2 separate regions of the Mus musculus genome follow, and region 2 is linked to region 1. A link is a contact called in public Hi-C data. All regions are on one chromosome and are shown on one strand. The core of a region is the stretch at or near the end of the contact, and the rest is flanking DNA. Distances in the headings are between cores, read along the strand shown.

What was found. A called contact is a pair of places that touch in the nucleus more often than the background predicts.
Region 2: a Hi-C map of cortical neurons shows a contact between it and region 1, with 2.8 times the contacts expected there. The contact joins two enhancer-like sites. A contact is called at or near these places in 5 of 484 Hi-C or Micro-C datasets (cerebellum, cortical neurons, embryonic fibroblasts and 2 more) and 1 of 9 other capture datasets (embryonic stem cells).

What each region holds. Positions count from the first base shown.
Region 1 is chr4:130,983,063-130,988,599 of GRCm38.p6, forward strand. The region is part of intron 3 of LOC108168713 (a long non-coding RNA gene); the gene reads left to right. Among named protein-coding and RNA genes, the nearest start is that of A930031H19Rik, 25 kb to the right of the region's middle. Within about 2 kb of position 1,574, at least 11 of the 459 cell types and tissues checked have an H3K27ac peak or open chromatin away from gene starts, as enhancers often do. A contact at or near this core is called in cortical neurons, where this site is marked.
Region 2 is chr4:131,428,074-131,433,379 of GRCm38.p6, forward strand. It overlaps Gm35634 (a long non-coding RNA gene), which reads left to right. Exons shown (of 4, transcript XR_390798.2): 4 at 36-230. Among named protein-coding and RNA genes, the nearest start is that of Gm35634, 22 kb to the left of the region's middle. Within about 2 kb of position 1,583, at least 19 of the 459 cell types and tissues checked have an H3K27ac peak or open chromatin away from gene starts, as enhancers often do. A contact at or near this core is called in cortical neurons, where this site is marked.

The DNA of each region.
Region 1 (5,537 bases), core at 324-2,823:
TTTACCCATAATACCAGGAGATGGACCCAGGTTTCTGATCCCAGAGTCCAGGCTATGACTGGACCAATGCCCTGTCCCCATACTATCATTAAATGCCAGCACAATGATGGACGACCTGGAGCTCTGAGAGATGAGGAGGAAGGATGAGAACCAGGCAGATGATGGAATCTGGAGGTCTAGAGAACTCCTCACAGGTGTGCATCATATATGGGGCTAAAAGACGATAGTTGGGATGGAGAGGGGCTGACCAATTCAGGCCCAGAGATAGCATAGAGGATGCTGGGCTGTCTCTGAGCAGAGGCCAACCAGGGTTTGATCACAAATCCTGGCACAAGATTTCCTGAGGAGAAATGGCAAGATAAAAGAGCTGTCTTCAGAACCCAGCCCCGAGGACACCCTGATCTTGGTCATCTAACCTTGAGAACAGGGAGGAAGTGAACTGTTCAGCAGGTCACTCAGGCCGTGGTGCTCTCCTTTGAGAGCCCGAGCAGACAGGTGAAGGCAGGAAGAAGGCTTTTCTGCCAATTTGCTCAGTGCCGTTGGCCTGTCCTTGAATATTCAGCTGGTGATGTTTTCTGCTAGTAATCAATGAGCCTCCATTGATTTCCAGATAGAAATATTTTTCTGTGCGCTTTTTAATGAGACGACAGTCTCGCATGAACTAACATCAGGCTAGAGAATTTCTGTTTGGATGTGTTTTATTGTTTTAAAAAAAAAAAAACGGCATCAATTCCTCTCTGGGGACATTTGTGTCTCCTGATCTCCACTGGGGTCATCTGCCACCACACCTGTGTATCCTCCACCTGCTGGCCTCACTGGGGACATCCAGGTACCCCCTGCCAACCCACCTCATCATCTATAGGTTTTCTGCCCAGGGTTTCCCTCACTGGGGTCTCTGGTTGTGCAGAGTCCATGGGTAAAAGCTGGACTTCCTAAATCTCTTCTCTTTGAAGATGGAAGCCAGTCCTTCCTACTCCTCCACCAACCATGCTGTAGTGGGTAGGTTTGCTTGTTAGGGGGTTGGTGCTGGGGTTCATGGAATAGGGAATAGATCATAGACTAGGATGACAGAGCAAAGAGAAAGTTCTGGAAGGAAGGAGAAATGCTAAAAATCGGTTTATGTGCCCCTGCCCCTCCCCCCAAATGGCTGCTCTAACTCATTTGAGACCCTTTGGTCTGAACTCATGCATGAGGTGGGTAGAGATTATAAGCCCACGGCAAATGTCTCCCCTTGATTGAGCTGGATCCCTGTACCTCTTTCTGTCTCTGTCGTCTCCCATTTGAGCTCTGAGGACATCTAATTCCCCTCTCTTCTAGTGGTAGATTTGTTCTCTAGGGACAATTTTACATTGTCATACCTGGCATAGTGCTGGTGGGACCCACCTGCTGGGCAGAAGTCAGAGGATTCTGAGCATGCTCCAGTGCCCAGGATGGCACCCTTGCTAGGGACTTTCCAGTCCAAGGGTCTGCCATGCTACTACGGAGAGCCCCACGAGTCTTACAGAGCACATGAAGCTCAGCCAAGGAGGCAGCCTGCTCAAAGCCACACATGTACTGGTGGCAGATCCAAGATGACGGCCCCGGGAACTTAGCTCTCATCCAGCTTGGAGAGTCTCAGTGCCAGGTGGCTTCTCTGTCTCAGGCTTGATTTTCATTCCTCTGTAAATAATCTCAGTTTCAGGAACACTTGTGTCTGTATTTGTTGCTGCGTGTCTTTCATTGTGCTTTCTGTCTGGGTAATCCGAGGCTTGCAGGCAGCCAAGGACGAGGTGCACATTCCAATGAAACACGATACAAAATAATTGCACAGATTTCTTTCACGTCTGAGTGACAGAGTAATCTCCCCGATACATCTTTCTTCCCTCTTTGCTCCCTCTGCTTTCGGCTTTCTCCTCTTTCTCCAGATTCTCCGGGATTTAAGTGGCTCCCTGGCATTCAGTCACTGAGATACACACGAGTCCCCATCAGCTTTTGTTCCCTATGATCTGTGCGCAGTGCCTTCGGGACTCGGGAGTGGGAACTGCAGGGGAGCAACCCCAGCTCTGGGAAGGGTGAGAAGAGGTCTCTATGGATTATGGCGTGTGTGTGTGTGTGTGTGTGTGTGTGTGTGTGTGTGTGTGTTTCAGATGCAGGACAGCAAGTACGTCCTGCAATGCTGATGTCTTGGGGTAGACATACTCTTAGCATCATGGTGTCAGAGAATCAGAACCATAGGGAACAATGTGAATTCTCACATCAAGCTTGGACTCTGGTCAAAAGAGCAAGGTGGAAGGATGGAGTGGGAGTCATGGCTTTAGAGGAGACGTGGGGAGTGGAGGAGACATAGGCAAGACCCTATGTGTTTCTGTCTCCCATGGGCTGCACATTCTATCCTGAGAGGACTAGGGAGCTCATGAAAGTCAGAGTGAGAGAGGCCCTAGAGATCTATGCATGAATTATTTTTTTTTCTGGGTGCTTTGTCATGACGCGCACATCCGGTGGGGCAGGTGATAGCAGTCAGTGGGAGGTTGCCTGGAAAAGTCCAGAGGGCCTTGATGGGGAAGAAGAGGCTGGGGAGCAGAGAGGACCATCAAGGTGACCATGCCACCTCCCGGGCTGTTTATTTTTTTCACCCCTCTGGGTCTCATGATAGTTGTTAAGTGGAGGCAACATGGCCATTCCACAGAGCTAGCAGAGGGTATCAGGCTAGAAGGATGGTAGGCAGCTTGTAAGAAGTGTGTTAAATGATCAGAGGCCACCAGGCTTATTGGAGGTGGGACGGCTGGGACCCTGGACTTGTGGTCGCCCAAAGGTAAGGACTCTTAGTGGGATGCAGTTTCCCAGGGCCAGGTGAGGGTCTCTGTGTTCTAGGGTAGAGATTAGCACTGAGATGGGGTGATGGGGTAGTAGGGGTACTCCTGCAGTTGCTGATCGTTTACCGTTCACTCACATCCTAGAATATGGGGATGGGTCCAGAGGGGATTAGAAAGGGCCTGACTTGCTAAGCACTTTTGCCCAGAGCGGGGGGCCGGGGGGGGCCCTGTATCATGACTTGGAGGAGAACTATGTTCGATGAGCCTGTTGACCAGACAACGATATGGATAGTCACATTGAGCCTCAAACCACAGGACCAGAGACTGTATATACCCAGAGTTCCAACTCAAGCCTTCCTGACTCCAAGTGGTCCATTCTTCTGATGGGCTGGCTGCCCTGGCCAGCCCCAGCCGCTACATGGTACTCTGCTGCTCTGATTCTCCTTGGCCTCCTGATCTGGCTGTGTCCCACATGGTAGGTCTGTCAGTCTAGCAGCGAGTCAGGCTTGCTGAGGACCAGGCTTCCATCAGTCTCCTGTGGGTCTCCATAGTAACAGTTACTCATCCTGACTCTTCCTGAGAGGCCAGGAATGGCAGAAGCTGAGGCAGACCTCACTAAATATCCAACCCACTAAAGGACCATTCTGCTTCCCAGAAACTGTCTCAACCTCTTCCCAAATTTGCCCTGTGTCAGCTAGCTCAGGATTCAGGAGGTCTGCTGATAACCCCTGGTCTGCATCTTGCTCATGTTCCTGTAGACATCTGGACAGTCTCCTGGGGCCCCGGAGCCTCTGGGCTCCTCTCTCTCCTTCTCACATGGCATCACTTTGGAACACAGGCTTTGGGGCCACATCTCTCATGAGTGCCTGGCTTTACTGAATCTCTCTCAGCCTCAGTTTTCCTTTCTGTCCACTGGGATGCAGAGATAAGAATGACTAGAGTCTGTGAACTTCCGGGCTGGGCCCTGGTGTGTCATCTGTGAGCAGTGAACAAAGCCTCAGGCTTGATACCTCCCATTCTTCTAAAATCACTTCAGACATGGCCTTGCCCATTTGATACAAGTCAGAGTCCTTCAGTCTGATGTTTCAGGCCTCTGTGGGGAGTCTCCAGTTGTCATTCCAGTATGACCATTTTTGTCTTTATGTCCTCTGTAGTTTCAAGTGACTATTTCTCCAGGTCACTTGTCACTAAACCAAACCTCATACTCCAGCTATGTACTCTGTAAGGACCAGTCTTCTTCCACTCTATCCCCTCTGTGTCTTGAGACTTGACCCGATTGTCTGTTGGGATTGCTAACCTCTAGCTGCGCCTCCTCTAGGAAGCCTTCTGGAAGGTTGAACTGAGTAGACCCTCCCCTTGTGGTCCTGTATGCAGGCTGAGAGTGACATCATCCCTCTTGGAGCATGCGCTCTGGCTGTTCCCCAGCAGGCCAGGCCAGGAAGGCTCTTCCCTATAGTTTTCAAAAGCTGCCACACCTCACTGCTCAGCGGTTCTCACCCTCCCAGAAAAGCCTTACCTGTGTTTGTCTTAGATGTGCCTTACCTGCTAAGGGCTCCACCAGACTCCCTGTTCTTCATAGTTATCCCCCTTCCCCAGCACGAAACAGTGGCCAGAGAGGTCCCCAAGACACCTGAAAGGGAGAGGCAGAGGTCGGAGGGAGGGTGGGAGCACCTGGAAGGAGAGGGAACAGGGAAGAGGGAGATGGGTGAGCACAGAGCCTCAAATGGCCAACGAGCTTCTCCAACAGGAGAGTGCCCGCTACCTCTTGTCTCAGCTGCTGGGAAATGGTTTCACCAGACCTCTTAAACCAACTGTCAAAATAAAGTGCTCAGGGAGACATAGCTCTTGCTTTGATGACAAAATTTCCACGCACCGATTCTTTAATCCCTGCTCCCTGTGAAACCGAAGATGCTGAACACCCTCACCCTTGTCCCTGCCGCCCTCTCCCAGAGCCCCTGTCCTCCTTTGCTTACAAAATGCTGCGGCAAAGAACCATTCGGGTATAATGATTGCTGTGCAGTTTCTCACGACGGTTTTTTTTTGTTGTTGTTTTTTACTTTTTCAGAGGAAAATGACAGCACTCGAGCCTTGTAGTTTAGTGTCGAGGGAAGGGAGGAGATGCTGGCTGTCAGAATGGAGACTAGGAGGAGGGGAGGACAGTGCGTCTGATGGTGAGGTCCAAGTCTGTCAGCAGGAGGGACAGAAAGTGCCCGTGCCCTGTGCCCACTGAGGCCAAGGTGGTGTGTCCTCGTGCTCAGGCTCTCCACCCACACCTCTTCCATCTTGCAGTTTTTTGCTCTGCTACTACCCCACCTGCACTGGTCCCAACACGTCCCTCATCGGAGAAATCACCCACATTACTGTAACCATCGGGTGGGAGAAGATATTCAAGAGACCATTTGATGAAACAGAGGGCCCCCAGGAATCGAAATCTGCCCAAGAATCTCGTGGTGGACGAAGAACAAGGAGGAAACCTGGTGTTGCCCAGTGCATGGGGTTGTCATAGCATCATGCAAGACAGACTGAAGCTGAGGCAGTGATTGGATGGTGGTGGGCTGGGCCATGCTTTGACCTGGACTGCTTAGTCATGCATCCTTGTGACCTGGACTGCTTAGTCATGCCACCCTGTGATGGTTTGAATAGGAATGGACCTCATAGATTCATGTGTTTGAATGCTTGGCACTACTAGAGGTGTGGCCTTTTTGGAGGAGATGTGGCCTTGTTGGAGGAAGTGTGGGCTTGTTG
Region 2 (5,306 bases), core at 333-2,832, 450 kb after region 1:
TGTGATTGGATGTACCCTGTGCTCGTTCCCCGTAGACTGTGCTGTGATTGGATGTACCCTGCAGCTGCGGTCTCAGAAAGTATCATTTCTTCCTGTCTGGATTTATGACAGTGCATCCTTTCTCAAGGCTATCTCCTGTCCACCCACCATCTCCTTGACCTGCTCCCCCTCCAGGAGAGCATCAGACAGGACTCTTCTCCCCCGCCTTGATGAATAAAGGGGGTCCAGGGAAGCCAGTGGCCTGTTGCATTACTATGAAATGACTCTGCCCCGAGGAAATTCATGACACTTGGCCAAGGGTCAAACTATGCTTGGTCAGGCTTATCCTGGCTTGGAGTTCTCTCTTTACCTTGTCAGCTAGCTCCTCATCGATGAGGGACCAGAGTACAAGTGTGGGCAGTCAAAAGAGGTCAGTATAGGCTCGGCCTCAGTTGCCAAAGCCATCCAACAAGACAGGTAGCCCAGGATGGTGCTGACCTCCTGTGTTTGAAAGATCCCTGATTACTATTCACAGGACAGTGAGGAGGGGGCTGTGTAGCGACAGAAGCTCCAGGCATGTGTCTTCTTTATCCCCCACCCCCGTCCCTGTCAGATTCTCAAGGTACCTGTGGCCGTCACTCGAGGAAGCACAAGCAAGATGCTCAGGGGCTGAGATTCGAAATTCCATCAAGGAATGTCTGACTCTAAGAACTAAGCTGGGATTCTGGCGTGCCCAGTATGGGAGGCACAGACAGCTTGGAAAAGGGAGGTCCCAGACCCCCTTCTGTCTCAGCATCTGAGGAGTAGGCTAGGATGATGGTCTTGGGCCATGTTAGGCTGTGTTTCTGGATTCCATCATGTTTCCTTCCTCCCCTGACTTCACCTAGAGGCAGGACCCTGCAGGACAGAGGTGGAGAGAGAGACACTGCCCCTTGGGTCCTACAAGTGGAACGGGCACACTGTTGCTGGACCCTGAGTCCCAGACTTGTATCTATGCTCCCCTCCTATGAGATTAGAGAGCCCCCTGCAGCTCTCAGGACCCCAGTCTGGGCCCAGATGAGCTCAGGCCAGGCAGGGTATTCCCAAAAGGAATAGCCACCAAGTTTCTCCCTTGAAGGGGTGACTCAGCCATCTCAGAAACCCCTCTCGTTCTCCATCTCCACCCGACCCTGGTTGCCCTGAGAGCCTGGCTGGATCTTCCCTCAGGAAGACCTCGGCACAGGCATCTATTTCGTCCCCTCATAACGCCTCCCTTCCCCCATGCACACCCTCCGATGACAGGGCTGCACCACCCCAGGCTTCCCTTCCCTGCACGTCGTCACTACTTCTGCCCGTGGGGCTCCTCAGCACTGCTGTCTGCTGAGCTAAGTGAGGTTAACCCATCCCCAGGGATGCCTGCGCCCACTCCTCAGAGTGGTGAAATGGAGCCTGAATCCCCAGGGACAGAGCCCACAAGGCCGAGGCCTTGGCAGATGGGCGCCCAGCTGAGCGTATCTTTTCCCTGGGATATTAATTACGGTAAGGAAGGCGGGCACAGTCTGGATGCGGGTGGAAATTTCCCGGTGCATTTTGCTCAGACAAGAAGCAGCAGGAGTGGAGAGCAGCAACCCCCTCCTTCCTTGTCTGTCTGTTCTTCCCAAGAAAGAGCCTGCTTCTCCATGGGGCTTCCCATGACCACAGTCTGACCCTCTGCATCTCCAAGGCTCGGAGGAGGGTTGCTCCGCAAGTCAGGGTCTGCTCTGTGTAAAGGAAGTTGGTTTCCCAGGGGCAGGCAGGGGAGGTGGCTGGGATATTGGGAACAGGTTCCCCATGGGATCCTCTAGGATATCTCCATGCCCCCCCCCCCAAACCGCAGTTCTGCCTCAGCAACTCCTGTGATGGGGTCCTGGAGTCAGTTGCTGCTGTGAAAAAGGCCAGAGTACAGAGCTTATAGATCTGGCCATGGAGAAAGGATAAGCCATCTCTTCTGTCGATTTCAGCAGCTTTTTGGGAATACCCTGTCTGGCCTAGGCTCATCTGGGCCCAGACTGGGGTCCTGGGAGCTGCAGGGGGCTCTCTAATCTCATAGGAGGGGAGCAGAGATGCAAGTCTTGGACTCAGGGACCACCAGCAGTGTTCCAGTTCCACTTGTAGGACCCAAGGGACAGTGGCTCTCTCTCTCCACCTCTGTCCTGCAGGGTCATGCCTCTAGGACTCCATGTGGCAGGCTGTGTGGACCACTGGGCATCCCTAGCTAGCCTAGGATCTCCAATGATGTTAATTGAAAGGAAGTCCCAAAGGCCCCAAGCTTGGGTCTCAGGCAGCCTGGTGGAAGCTAGCATCCCTATGCCAAGGACCTGAGCTCATGACCTGCAGCCTTTTTGTGGGGACTGTACCTGTCACAACAGAAGACAGATCAGACTATGTGGCCTCATTATGTTCCTGCCTATGTTCTTCAGCCCTGCCCAGGCTGTGAAGGCTGCTATAGTAACCACACAGATGAGGTGACAGAGGGAGTACCTGGACACCGCCAAGAGAGCATCTCAGCTGCCAGAGCCTGTGGGGTCCCCAGAGATTTGAAGAAAGAAACCAGAGGCTGAAGGGCCTGAGGTTTGAGACCTCCCAAGGGAAGAAGGAAGTAGGGGGTAAGGTAATGGTTTGAACCACACTCCTCCCAGGCCCTACAACTTGATAGATATTTACATACTGATACATGTAACCCTTTAGAAACAGGACAATGCAGTTGAATGTCCAGCATACAGACATCAGGCCTGGCTCCTCAACCCATACTCCCTACTGGACTAGCCCCAACTCACTTTAGGGTCTCAGGTGCCCATAGGAGAGGAGGCAATGCTCCCATTTCACAGCCAAACAAACTGAGTTCTCAGAAACCACGACCATGTGGCAGACAGAGCCCATCCTGATCATTGGTTATGAAGACCCCATTGTTCCCAGACTGCCTGGGTCTTTTTTTTTTTTTTTTTTTTTTTTTTAGAATCTGAGTCACAGAGTTTAATGAAAAGACACCCTACTTGGCGATGTGACTAGAGGATATGACATGCTAGCGAGGAAGATAGCTTGACAGTGGCCTGCTCCAAAGCTAGGCTCAGCCTACAGTGGCAAAGAGGCTATCTGGTCCGGCTGGAACTGCTTGGCAAGTACCCCAGGTAGAAGACATCTCCCCAGAGGCAGGCAAGAGGGAGGTATGTTCCATCAACTGTAGCTGGAAGTATCAGACTCATCACAGTGCAGGCACATGGTCACCTGTCCCTGAATGGACCACGAGGTTACCAAGAGCTGTGCAGTCTCTGTGCACCACTGTGGTCAGATTCCTCAAATGAGAGAGATACAGTAGCGAGAAATGCAAAACTGTTTCTTCCGCAGTGTCCCTTCAGTGCCCTCTACTGACAGAGTTGGGCATTGCTTCATGGCTCATCGAGGGAAGGCTGGGGTGGGATTGAGAGCCACCAAGCAACAACAAACCATGGTCTGCAAACAATGGCTAGCTGTTCACTGGTAGCCTGTGGCTGCTTCTGGAATGGGTCGTGAGCTAGAAACTCTTTCCCCTTTCTCTTAGTGATTGAAAGAAGTTCATGACAAGTCTTCCATGATGCATCAATACTGTATGCTGTTCAGGCTTCAGTTTTTCTGGACTACATTTTAGATTATGTCATTTTTTTTTAAAGGCAGAGATGTGGGGCTTTTTTCCCGCCTCTGACCACACCTGATTCATTTTCTAGACCCATTTTTGAGTCCCTCAAGCCCCAAATCAGCCCTAATATATTTAGTATCTAGTCTCTACAGAAAACATAGGCTCTGCTCCAAGTCACTAGGGATTCGGCTTCTTCAGTCAGCATTGGTCAACTGCCACCCCCACTCCCCCAGCACTGCCCATTCTGGGAGACACCAGGGACTCTCACTGTGGTGTCACATATGAGCCATCAGGAGGCAGGGACTCTACTCTGATTTCCTAAGATCTGTTCCACGGCAGAGGTCTCTGGGAAGGTGCTGGGTGAAGTCATCTGAAGTTGTGACTCGCTCCACACGCACAAACATCCAGCTCTATGGCCGGATCTGAGCCAACCCTGGTTTGCAACCCAGAGGCCAAGTGTGGTCCATCGCTTCACACAGCTCCGCATCTTCCCTTCCACGAACATCCTTTTCAACACACATCCCAGCCTAAGACACACCCATCCTGTGTTGGAGATGGGCCCATTTCACCGTCAAGGTAGCTGAGGCCCAGAAAAGCTACCAAGTAGAAAGAGAGAGTGGAAATGACAGAAGCTTCTGAGATCTGGTGTTACATTCTAGCCCGGGTGCCTTAGGTCAACCCCGACTTTCCACAACCATACCCATATTCTACCTCTAGTCCATGGCCCTGCACACAGCTGACTGCCTCAGTTCCTCTGTCTGTAAAATGGATCTAAAACCAGTAACAATGAAGGTTATAGCATGACAGTGTTGGCTACAAATGTTTTGGGTCACATTCACAGGCATCCGGGAATAAGGGTGGCCCTCAGAACACAGGTAGGACATACCTGCTAGCACATGGAAGGCACCCAAGAAACGGTAGCTCTTGAGGTACAGTGCCGTCCTCAGCTACTGAGTCCCATGCTCAAAGCAGTCTCTCCCATGCCGACCACCCATTGTGACTGAGCTTCCCAGCCACCAGCAGTCCTGGAGAGGATCCTGGTCTAGCAGAGCAGGAAGCCCCAGCACATCGCCCGCCCTCACTAATTGCATTCTCGGAACTGGAGCAGATGGAGGGAGGGGGTCTATTTCTCTCGGTTTTTCAAAGAGCCTTGGTCTGGGAGATAACTGTGTAATTAAAAGAAGAGAAATGCAAAACAAGCCTTTTAGACAGACCAAGCCGTCTTCGCCCCCTCGTAAATCTATTAATGAACTGTCATTGTGAGATAAAGCCCTGTACTGACCTGAAAGCCAGTTCATCGGGAGGGGGGCGAGAACACTGGCATTGTAGACCTAGGCCTCACGTGGGAAAGGAAAATATATTAATCAGCTTAGCTCTGTCTATCTGCACAAATTCAAGAAATATCTATTGGTTGCCTAGTGATATGGCATTTTCTACCAGACACTGGCTGCCCTGGGGGACCCTGGTTTTCCCACTCTCTGGAGCATCTGTCAATCAAATCTGGAGCAGAAGGAGGTCTAGATGAGGAAGTCTTAAAGACACGAATGGAAGGGAGGCTGAGGTTAGTGGCAGGGGCCTGGGTCTGAGAGGGTCCTCAGAGGTCCAGGCTGTCCTCCTCAAAACCAGTTGTGAAAGAGGCATGCCCTACACGGGGATGAGCCAGACCCTTGGATGTCATAATCCAGGCTCCCTAGAA